Regions from separate parts of the Macaca mulatta genome. Here region 1 is linked to region 2. The links are chromatin contacts, called in public Hi-C maps. All regions are on one chromosome and are shown on one strand. Each heading gives the region's core, a stretch centred on a gene start, on an enhancer-like site or on the middle of the called end of the contact. The rest is flanking DNA. Distances are from core to core; before and after follow the strand shown. Region 1 holds the start of CHRNA9 (cholinergic receptor nicotinic alpha 9 subunit). Region 2 holds the start of N4BP2 (NEDD4 binding protein 2).

Evidence for each region. A called contact is a pair of places that touch in the nucleus more often than the background predicts.
Region 1: a contact with region 2 is called in a Hi-C map of fetal cortex germinal zone, with 2.9 times the contacts expected there. The contact joins the promoter of CHRNA9 here to the promoter of N4BP2 in region 2. A contact is called at or near these places in 2 of 14 Hi-C or Micro-C datasets (fetal cortex germinal zone and fetal cortical plate).

Annotation. Positions count from the first base shown.
Region 1 is chr5:39,567,777-39,572,651 of T2T-MMU8v2.0, reverse strand. It overlaps CHRNA9 (cholinergic receptor nicotinic alpha 9 subunit), which reads right to left and starts at 3,121. Exons shown (of 6, transcript XM_001094288.5): 1 at 2,981-3,121. It also overlaps a transcript of RHOH not described here.
Region 2 is chr5:39,299,065-39,303,567 of T2T-MMU8v2.0, reverse strand. It overlaps N4BP2 (NEDD4 binding protein 2), which reads right to left and starts at 2,272. Exons shown (of 18, transcript XR_013417825.1): 1 at 2,092-2,272.

The DNA of each region.
Region 1 (4,875 bases), core at 1,872-4,371, 270 kb before region 2:
GGCAGCTCCACCTTCACAATATATCAGGAATCCAGCCACCTCTCCCCACCTTCCCTACTGTCTTCCTGGTACAAGCCATTGCTGACTGCCATCTGCACCAACTGTACTTGCCTCCTAGTAGCCAAAGGTGCCTCTGAATTCCCTTCTCCAGGTAAGGGCCAGACGGTCATTTTATTCCATTTCATTTTGTCTATTTTTTATTTTTATTTTTTTAATTTTAATTTTTTTTTTTTTTTTTGAGACGGAGTCTCACTCTGTCACCCAGGCTGGAGTGCAGTGGCGCGATCTCAGCTCACTGAACCTCTGCTTCCTGGGTTCAAGGAATTCTCCTGCTTCATCCTCCCAAGTAGCTGGGATTACAGGCACCTGGCACCACGCCTGGCTAATTTTTGTATTTTTAGTAGAGACAGGGTTTCTCCATGTTGGCCAAGCTGGTCACAAACTCCTGACCTCAGGCAATCCGCCCACCTCGGCCTCCCAAAGTGCTGGGATTACAGGCGTGAGCCACCGTGCCCTGCCTATTTTTAAATAATTTATAAGATGGGGGTCTCACTATGTTGCCCAGGTTGGGGTGCAGAGGCTATTCACTGCGCTCCCTCATGATCATTGTGCACTGTGACCTCCAATTCCTGGACTCAAGAGATCCTCCTGTCTCAGCCTCCCAGACAGCTGGTACTACAAGTGCACGCCACCAAGCCCAGCCGGGTGGTCATCTTAAAACACACGTCTGATCATGTCACCCCTCTGCCCAGTGGATTCTCTCCAGTGGATTCTCACCTTATTTGGAATAAAAACCAAAATCCTTACCAGCGACTACAAGGCTTTACATGATGTCTCCCCCGACTTTCCTTCTCCAACACTCTCCCCCTCACTCACGTAGCTCCAGCCTTGCTGACCTCCTTGCATTCCACACGCACACTGTGCCCCTCCTTCTGCTCCCTTTGCCTGGGGCACCGTTGGCATCTCCTCCTGACTCCCTTTCTTCTTCCTGGGTTCTGCCCAGTGCCTCCTTATCAGAAGCCCTTCCCTGATGATGCTGCATAGAGTAACATCCCAGCCCTGTCTCCATCTCCGGGATCCACTCTTCCTCGCACTTAGGACCAGCTGACGTGTGTGTGTGAATTGCATTTGGTAGTTATCATCTGTCCTCCTACTAGAAATTAAGTTCCACAGAAGTGGGGGCTTTGTCTTGTTCTGTGCTGTTCTCCCAGCTACAGAGAGGATATTAGAGGATATTTGTTGATTGCACCAATGAGTACTATCTAGGATGAGAAATCTAAGAAATTAAAAAGGGAAAGGCCAGCTTTCAGACAAAGTATGGTGGGTATATTTCCTATGATTCATAAGCTTACCTGATTTTTTTTAGCATTCACGGCCAGGGTGTTATTCACAGCCTTACATTGTCAGTCTACTGCTGTGTTATATTTTAACCTACATCAGAACAAAATTCCTTGAGAACATGGACCATAATTTTTCCCTTATACATAGTCCTAGCTCAAGGGAAACAACCACCAAGTCCAGTTAGCAGCATCTGCCACGGATGCAGGGGGAGGGTGTGGAGGCATCTCCCCATGTCTCTGCTGACTTGATGCAACAGAAAGAACCTAAGGACGCAGGAGGAGTCCTATGGCCCTGGTTCAAGTCCTAGGACCACCACTTGCTAGTCATATGAGTAGTAATTATTTCTCAGAGTCTCATTTTCTCATTTGTATAAATGAAGATTGTAATATTTTACCCAAAAGGGTTACTGTGAGGATTCAAGAGAAAGCAGATAAAGTACCAAGCACACACCTGGAACACAGCAAGACCCTCAGTGAATGCCACGAAGATTCCCCTCGCCGAACCACACAGGCTACAGTAGTCAGAAAGCACCCACTGGTAAAAAGAAACTCATAAAGTTGCCAACAGAAGAGCCAAGTTCATGTAGAGACATGAGTGGTGATAAGAGACATGCAGTTTTCTGGGTCAGGAGAGCAGCTGATATATGATCCAGGGTATCGGGTATGTCCAAGTGAGCGATCTGGGGACTACAGCGGGCTCTGATGTCTGTGCTTTGTCAGAGGGTACATACTATTCTCCCTGAAATCCCCTGAGGGAATATATTTGAAAGCTATAAAACTGTACGGTGTGGCATAGGGTATCTCCTGGCTTCCTCCTGTTTCTGGGGTCTTTCTTCGCTGCGTAGAGAAGACCTTATCCATGGGAAATTTCTGTCCTCAACGGTAGCCCACTTGCTCCTTGGGACTTTTCAGACATTTTATTTTGTTCTTGAGTGTCTGACCCCTTCTCATCCCAGGAGGTTCTCACCCCACTGGCTCTGCTTCCTCTTCTCATAGCGGACCCTGCAGTCACAATTGTGCAGTATTTCCCTGCTCATTGCAATCACCGTCTCTCTGCTAACATTGTAAGAGTTAGGCAAATGACAAGCCTGGGAAGAGGCACAAGGGACACGCTCTGCTCTTCTGTTAACAAGTAGCACGCTACAAGGATGCTAATCATAGAGAACGGGAGCTGGGAGATTCGGAGACAACACTGTGCAAACCCAGCGGATACCCTTCCCAGGCTATTCTGAGAGCTACCGGCCCCCAACCTCTCCCACAGCTTCTGCCCCCTGAGAAGCAGCATGGCCCCATGGCCCCAGGACCTCACTCATCTCCCGCTCCCCCATCCTCTGCCCTGTCCTGGCATGTCCCTAAAAGGGACATGTTAAAACCGAAAAGAGGCAAGGAGGTGCTTTCTCCCAGGAAGCAACGCACTGCTCCATCTCCCACCCCACCTGCCCTCAGCGTCTCTTTGGCTAGGCCTACTTAGCTGAGAGCAGCTCCGTGGGTATGAATGACCTAGGCTCCTGCTTCTGGAAGCGTGTTTGGAAGGAAGCAGGGAAGATATTGAAAGGTAAAGCAGGAAAACTGGAAGATTTTATTCCCAAGTTTTTTCCTCGAAGACACTTTAACTTTCTCCATTTCTTCTTCTCATTTACCTCACCATCGCCATGGACATAGGCTCTGTACACCAAGGAGCTGAACGAGAGGAATCCAGGAGAGCCACAGAAAGGACAAGGGAAACCAGTGCAGGGGGGATGGACGCACATCCGCTGACCACGTAAAAGCCAGGCCAGAAGCTAGGCCCTCAGATACGTTAGGTTTTCTCGGTGCCTTTCAGAGCCATCTTGGAGCCTGAAAAAACAAAAAGAAAAAAAGAGAGAGAGAGAGAACATTGGCAATACTAATCCTGTTTTGTTGTTGTTGTTGTTTGTATTGGTTTGTTTGTTTGTTTGTCTGTTTTTTTAGACAGAATTTGTCTCTGTCGCCCAGGCTAGAGTACAATGGCGTGATCTCAGCTCACTGCAACCTCCACCTCACAGGTTCAAGCGATTCTCCTGCCTCAGCCTCCCAAGTAGCTGGGACTACAGGCATGCATCACCACACCCGGCTAATTTTTATATTTTTAGTAGAAACAGGGTTTCACCATGTTGGCCAGGCTGGTCTTGAACTCCTGACCTCAGGCAATCCACTCACTTCAGCCTCCCAAAGTGCTAGGATTACAGGCGTGAGCCACTGTCCCCAGCCACTAATCCTGTTTTTAAACTTTGGTATTTTTATTTATGATGAAATATTTTGCATTAATTTTGATGTTTAGAAATATTGTATTAAGGCCAAGCATGGTGGCTTACACTTGTAATCCCAGCACTTTGAGAGGTCGAGGTGGGTCGATCACTTGAGGACTTCAAGGCCAGCGTGGGCAACAAAATGAGACCTCATCTCTACCAAAAAAAAAAAGGTTCTTTTAACCAGGCATGGTGACACATACCTTCAGTCCTCCCCACATGGGGGAGGCTGAGGCGGGAGGATCACTTGAGCCCAGGAGTTTAAAGCTGTAGTAAGCTATGATCACACCACTGCATTCTGCTCTGGGTGACAGATAGAGACCCTGTCTCAAAACAAATTTCTATATTCATTACTAATATTTTTGGCTCCCCCTTAAATGTGCAGTGGAAGCAAGTGCCTCTCTGCCTCACTCTGGTCCTGGCCCTGATGAGATTTAGCCTAGCTGATGGAACTGGTCAATTCACCTGGTTGATGATTTTTTTTTCAGAAAGAAAGAGTGAAAGCTCTAAAAATAATCTTTAAAAATCAAAGTATTTTTTTTAAATGTGCAATTCTGCTACAATAATTAAGAAAAGAGTAAAAGTCTCAGTCACAAAAAGAAACCAAATTTAGACACAATTCAAATCCTTTATCTTCTGACAAAGCCAAGGTACTTCACCTTCTCAGCCACCAGATGTCTCTGTACGCTCCCCGCAGGCCTCTGCACAGGGCACTGCAGATAACGTCATATGTGAAATCGGCTGTTTTTAACCAGCTCTAAAGAGACAGCACATACAAAGAAAAAAAAAACCAGTTTGAAACGTAACAGCTTCAAATACCAAATGTACAGTGATCCACCCATTTATCCAGGATTTCTGGCTAACAGCCAAGTGCTTATGATAATAAAATCTATTAACAGATTTAAGCTAAGAAATAGATTATTAGAGTCAGGTTGTCCTAATCAATACACTTTCTAGAATGTTCCTACTTTATTGTTTTCTCGTACCTTATCCGGATTAATTTCTAATGGAGTATAATTCTGCAAGATCAAAATAGAGTATTCCAGGAACTAACTCTTTCCCTGGTTTGGAGGACTAGATTTTACCGAATTCTTTAGGGTAGGGAATTTTTTTGTTGTTTTTGTTTTTGTTGAGGCAGAGTCTCACTCTGTCACCCAGGCTGGAGTGCAGTGGTGTCATCTTGGCTCACTGCAACCTCAGCTTCTTGGGTTCAAGTAATTCTCCCGCCTCAGCCTGCCAAGTAGCTGGGACTGCAGGTGCGCACCACC
Region 2 (4,503 bases), core at 1,023-3,522:
CGTGGCGGTCACTCCTGTAATCCCAGCACTTTGGAAGGCCGAGGCAGGCGGATTGCTTGAGCTCAGGGGTTTGAGACCAGCCTGGGCAACATGGCGAAACCTCCTCTACAAAAAATACAAAAATTAGCCGGGCGTAGCGGCTTGCGCCTCTAGTACCACCTACTCTAGAGCATGAGGTGGGAGGATGGCTTGAGCCCGGGAGGCAGACTTTGCAGTGAGCTGAGATAGTGCCACTGCACTCCAGCCTTGGCGATATGGCCAGAGCTTGTCTCAAAACAATAAATAAAATAAAATAAGATTAAACTATGTAACAGTATTTAGATTCAAATATTTTTAAAAAACATGCAACTACAGTGATAATATTTAGCCTCTACTATGTACAAACAAGATACTATGCCTACTTTAATATACTTTAATGAAGGAAAAAACATGCCTCTACCATAATTTAAGCCCACTTTTTCTATGAAGTACAGTACTTCTATCTCCTCTCCAAATCAACTAAAGTCAACAGGTATACAAACTGGCAGTCGTACGTACTGCGTGCTGATTTCTACTGCTTTAGTCTTTATTGTTTTACATGTTAGTCTTTTTTCATTAACTAAATTGTAGCCTCCTTGCAAAAGAGCAGCCATTTATTTCCTATTCTTCCCACCATGTTCACCACTACAGCCCCTCACTCCAACCCCCCATCCTAGCACGGCACTTAAATAATAAAGGTCCTGGCAGCGAAACTCTAAACTGTTTATTTCTGACCTTTAGCAATAAACAATGTTAGAAAGGCAGATGGAACCACGTTTATCAAAACACAGAAAGCACGATGTTTACATTTCCTAAAGCGCATAAAAAGTCTTTTAGTTAAAATTAAAGGATGAGAGTTAAAACGAGTTACAAAAGACAGCTGGTGTTTGAAAGAAAAACACTGGAAGTAATAAAAACGGAGTGAAAAGGCTGATGTTGGGATTTAAAGAAAACATTTTTTTAATACAGCTGCAAATCAGTCATTGTTTTCTGAGAGGCTAGGTTCATCTCCAGGATTTTCTTCTAGGAGCTCAACCAATCGCCACCTTTACTGAGTTAACCAGTCTCCAGGCAAGCAGCCCTTGCTGATTGGCTCAAAGATGTCGAGTAGAAAAAGCAGCCAATCCTGCCTTCAAGCCAGAACTGTGCCATGGAGACATTACAACCACTGCATGGCGAGAATGTGTACAAACCTGTCCGTACCACAAATATCAGATCCTAGTTACAAAGACTGCCGCCGAAAGGAAGAGCTTTTGAAGCCAACACTGACACTGACCTGTCATCTACATTATATTACTCTAGCTCTCTTTCGGGGGGGGGGAAAAAAAAACTATTTTAACCAAAAGCGCATGAGGGATAAACTGTGCCCCCGCTAAGATGACTCACTCTATTGAGGATGAATTTCCAAACAAACGGCTCATAGAGGGTTCCGATGAGAGAGGGGCTCTAGAAGGGTCCCAGTGAGGGTCAAACTTGCAGGAGGGGGCAGGGGAGGCGGGACGAGGGCCAAAGACGCACAAATGCCGGGGAGGGGAAAGTCTCCCTGCAGTCTCCAAAATCCGAACGTGTGAGTGGTTTTGTGTTTGGACTTGAAGTGAGTAAATAAACGCTTCAGCTAGGACTACGTGCTCAGGAAGGTGGCCTGAAGTTCCCAGAAGGCTCCGCCTGGCAAACATCGAAGGCGCCTGGAGGGGCGCAAGGTCAGGTCCTGGCGGGAACAGAGCTGGGAAGAAACCTCGGGGGGTCGAGAGGGGTGTGTCTGGGGCCTGGAGGCCCGCCAGGCACTCGGAGGCCAAGGAAGCGGCCGCGGCCCCCGCCTTCGCCCGGCCTCGGGCTGAGCGCCAGGGCCCGCCTCTCGCCGACGCCTCACTTCCCTTCCGTCCGGGCAGCCGGGCCCGCAGGTCGGATCGGAGGCGGCCCGCGCCGGGCCTCACGTTCAAGGCTTGGGGGTTCACTCGCCGCGCCTCCCGCCGCTGCTTCAGGCCCTCCGCTTCGGCTCGGCGCCCCGGGACCCCTAACCTCCAGGGCCCTCACCTCGGACCAGCCTCCCTGCCTCCCACCCGCCGCCTTTACCTGCTCCTGGAACGGGCAGAGGGCGTCGAAACCGGGGCCGCGTCGTCTAGCGCACAACGCGGCGCCGCAGGTCCGCAACCCTTTCCCGCCGGCGCCACTGCGCTCTCCCGCGCCGCGCAGGGCTAGCGAGCAGCTGCGGCCGCGGGGGAGACGCGGCGAGCGCGCCTGGCGGGGAGACACTGCCGCTCTCCGTCCGGCCGGGGAAGAGCAGCCGCGCAGAAGCCCGCCGCGAGAGGGCGGGTGGGCGGCCGTGTGGGGAGGGGTCTCGAGGCGCCGGCAATGGCTGCCACGTCGCCCAGGTGGATCGCCGCCCACCGCCCCCCCAATCCCGCCGGCTGTCCGCCACGACCTCTGCTTCGTCCCCGAGCTCCGCCTCGGCGCGGCGGCCTGGGTGACCTGAGCCCGCGGGCGCTCCCACCTCTCCCGCTCCCTTTGGAGAGCAAGTCCTGCCCGGCCGGTTCGGCGGCTTCTGGCCGCCCACCGCCCACCCAAGGCTCGCCCAAGAGCCGGCCGTGGTCCCCACTTTTCTTGTCAGGGGGTGCCTGAAGGAGCAAGCCCTTCTTCAAGTGTCGGGTTCTGCCGGGGGGAAGGCGGGAGATGTTTGGCGCTGGGGAACACTGCAACAGGCCCGGAATTTTTGCCAAAATAAGCGGCGCGGTAAACCACAGCTGTTTCTAGCCCTCGGCACTCGCCCGAGCCCCAAAAAATAAAACAAACACGAGGTCGGCCTCGCGGGGCAAGGGGAGAGAAGAAAGCAGAGCTGGGGCGAGCTCTGACGCGCGCGGGGTCCGGGCTGCAAGTTGGGAGGGATGGCGAGGCGAGCGACCGGCCTCGGCATTGCCTTACTGGAGCTGTGGAAGCCAAGGGTCCGGCCGGGCCATGGCCGCTGCGGCGGGCACGGGAACCCGCCTCCTAGCGCGCGGCCCTCCCGCGGGAGGCTTCCGGGCGCGCGGCCTCGGAGCCCCACGGGGAGACAAAGGGGTCGGTGACGGTCACGGGGTGGAGGGAGGCCGCCCAGCCCCATCGGCCCTGCCAGCGTGCGGTATGAGCTCGGGGAATGTGGGCGCCTTAGCCGGTGGAACCGCAGCCGCTGGCCTTTGCCCCCAGTTCGAGCTTGAGTTTTCGGGTGCCAAGAAAAAGCAAAGACGTACGCTTCCCTCTTGCAACCGCTGTAGTATGAGTCCGTCTCCAAGCCTGCACCATTTTTTTTTCCTCTCTCAACTCTGCTTTCCCTGGTTTATTTGTTCTGGGTTCTGATATGAAATGTTTAGTGTTTTCAGGGTACGCAAATTTTTCACCTTTGCTTTCTGGGTGGGGGGGGCGGTGGTGGTGGTGGTGGTGGTGGCGGTGGTGGTGGTGGTGGTGGTGGTGGTGGTGGTGGTGGTGGTGGTGGTGGTGGTGGTTTTGCCTGTTTTTTACTTCCTCCGTCCCCTCCCTCTGCAATTACTTTTCATTCCACTTGCAGTGGTTTTTTCCAGAATAGGGAAACGAAATAACCTCATGACAAAGTGTCCCTTTGCATCGAAGAGACATTGTTGGTTGTTATGGGAGTTGCTTTAAACAGAGTGTAAATTTGGGGCAAGTGCAAGTGGTTTTTGTCGTTTAGGTCTAACTGGAACACTTATTCACAATGAGAACATTCTAGTGCTTTTTCAAGAAAGCAGTAATATATAAGGAGAGAACTCAAGATGGTAAATTTTCTGATGAAACCATCCACATAGAAAAATAGGGCAATTTTTTCCTTTTGTATGAATTTTGTATTTTTAAGAGGTCTCGAGTCCCAGTGTTAAATCACAGACTTCATGTTGATCCTTAAAAAAAAAAATCACTATTGGCCGGGCGCGGTGGCTCAAGCCTGTAATCCCAGCACTTTGGGAGGCCGAGGCGGGTGGATCACGAGGTCAGGAGATCGAGACTATCCTGGCTAACATGGTGAAACCCCGTCTCTACTAAAAATACAAAAAACTAGCCGGGCGTGGTGGCGGGCGCCTGTAGTCTCAGCTACTTGGGAGGCTGAGGCGGGAGAATGGCGTGAACCCGGGAGGCGGAGCTTGCAGTGAGCCGAGATCACGCCACTGCACTCCAGCCTGGGAGACACAGCGAGACTCCGTCTCAAAAAAAAAAAAAAAAAAAAATCACTATGGCCGGGCGCGGTGGCTCAAGCCTGTAATCCCAGCACTTTGGGAGGCCAAGACGGGCGGATCACGAGGTCAGGAGATCGAGACCATCCTGGCTGACACGGTGAAACCCCATCTCTACTAAAAAATACGAAAACTTAGCCGGGCGAGGTGGTGGGCGCCTGTAGTCCCAGCTACTCGGGAGGCTGAGGCAGGAGAATGGCGTAAACCCGGGAGGTGGAGCTTGCAGTGAGCTGAGATCCGGCCACTGCACTCCAGCCTGGGCGACAGAGCG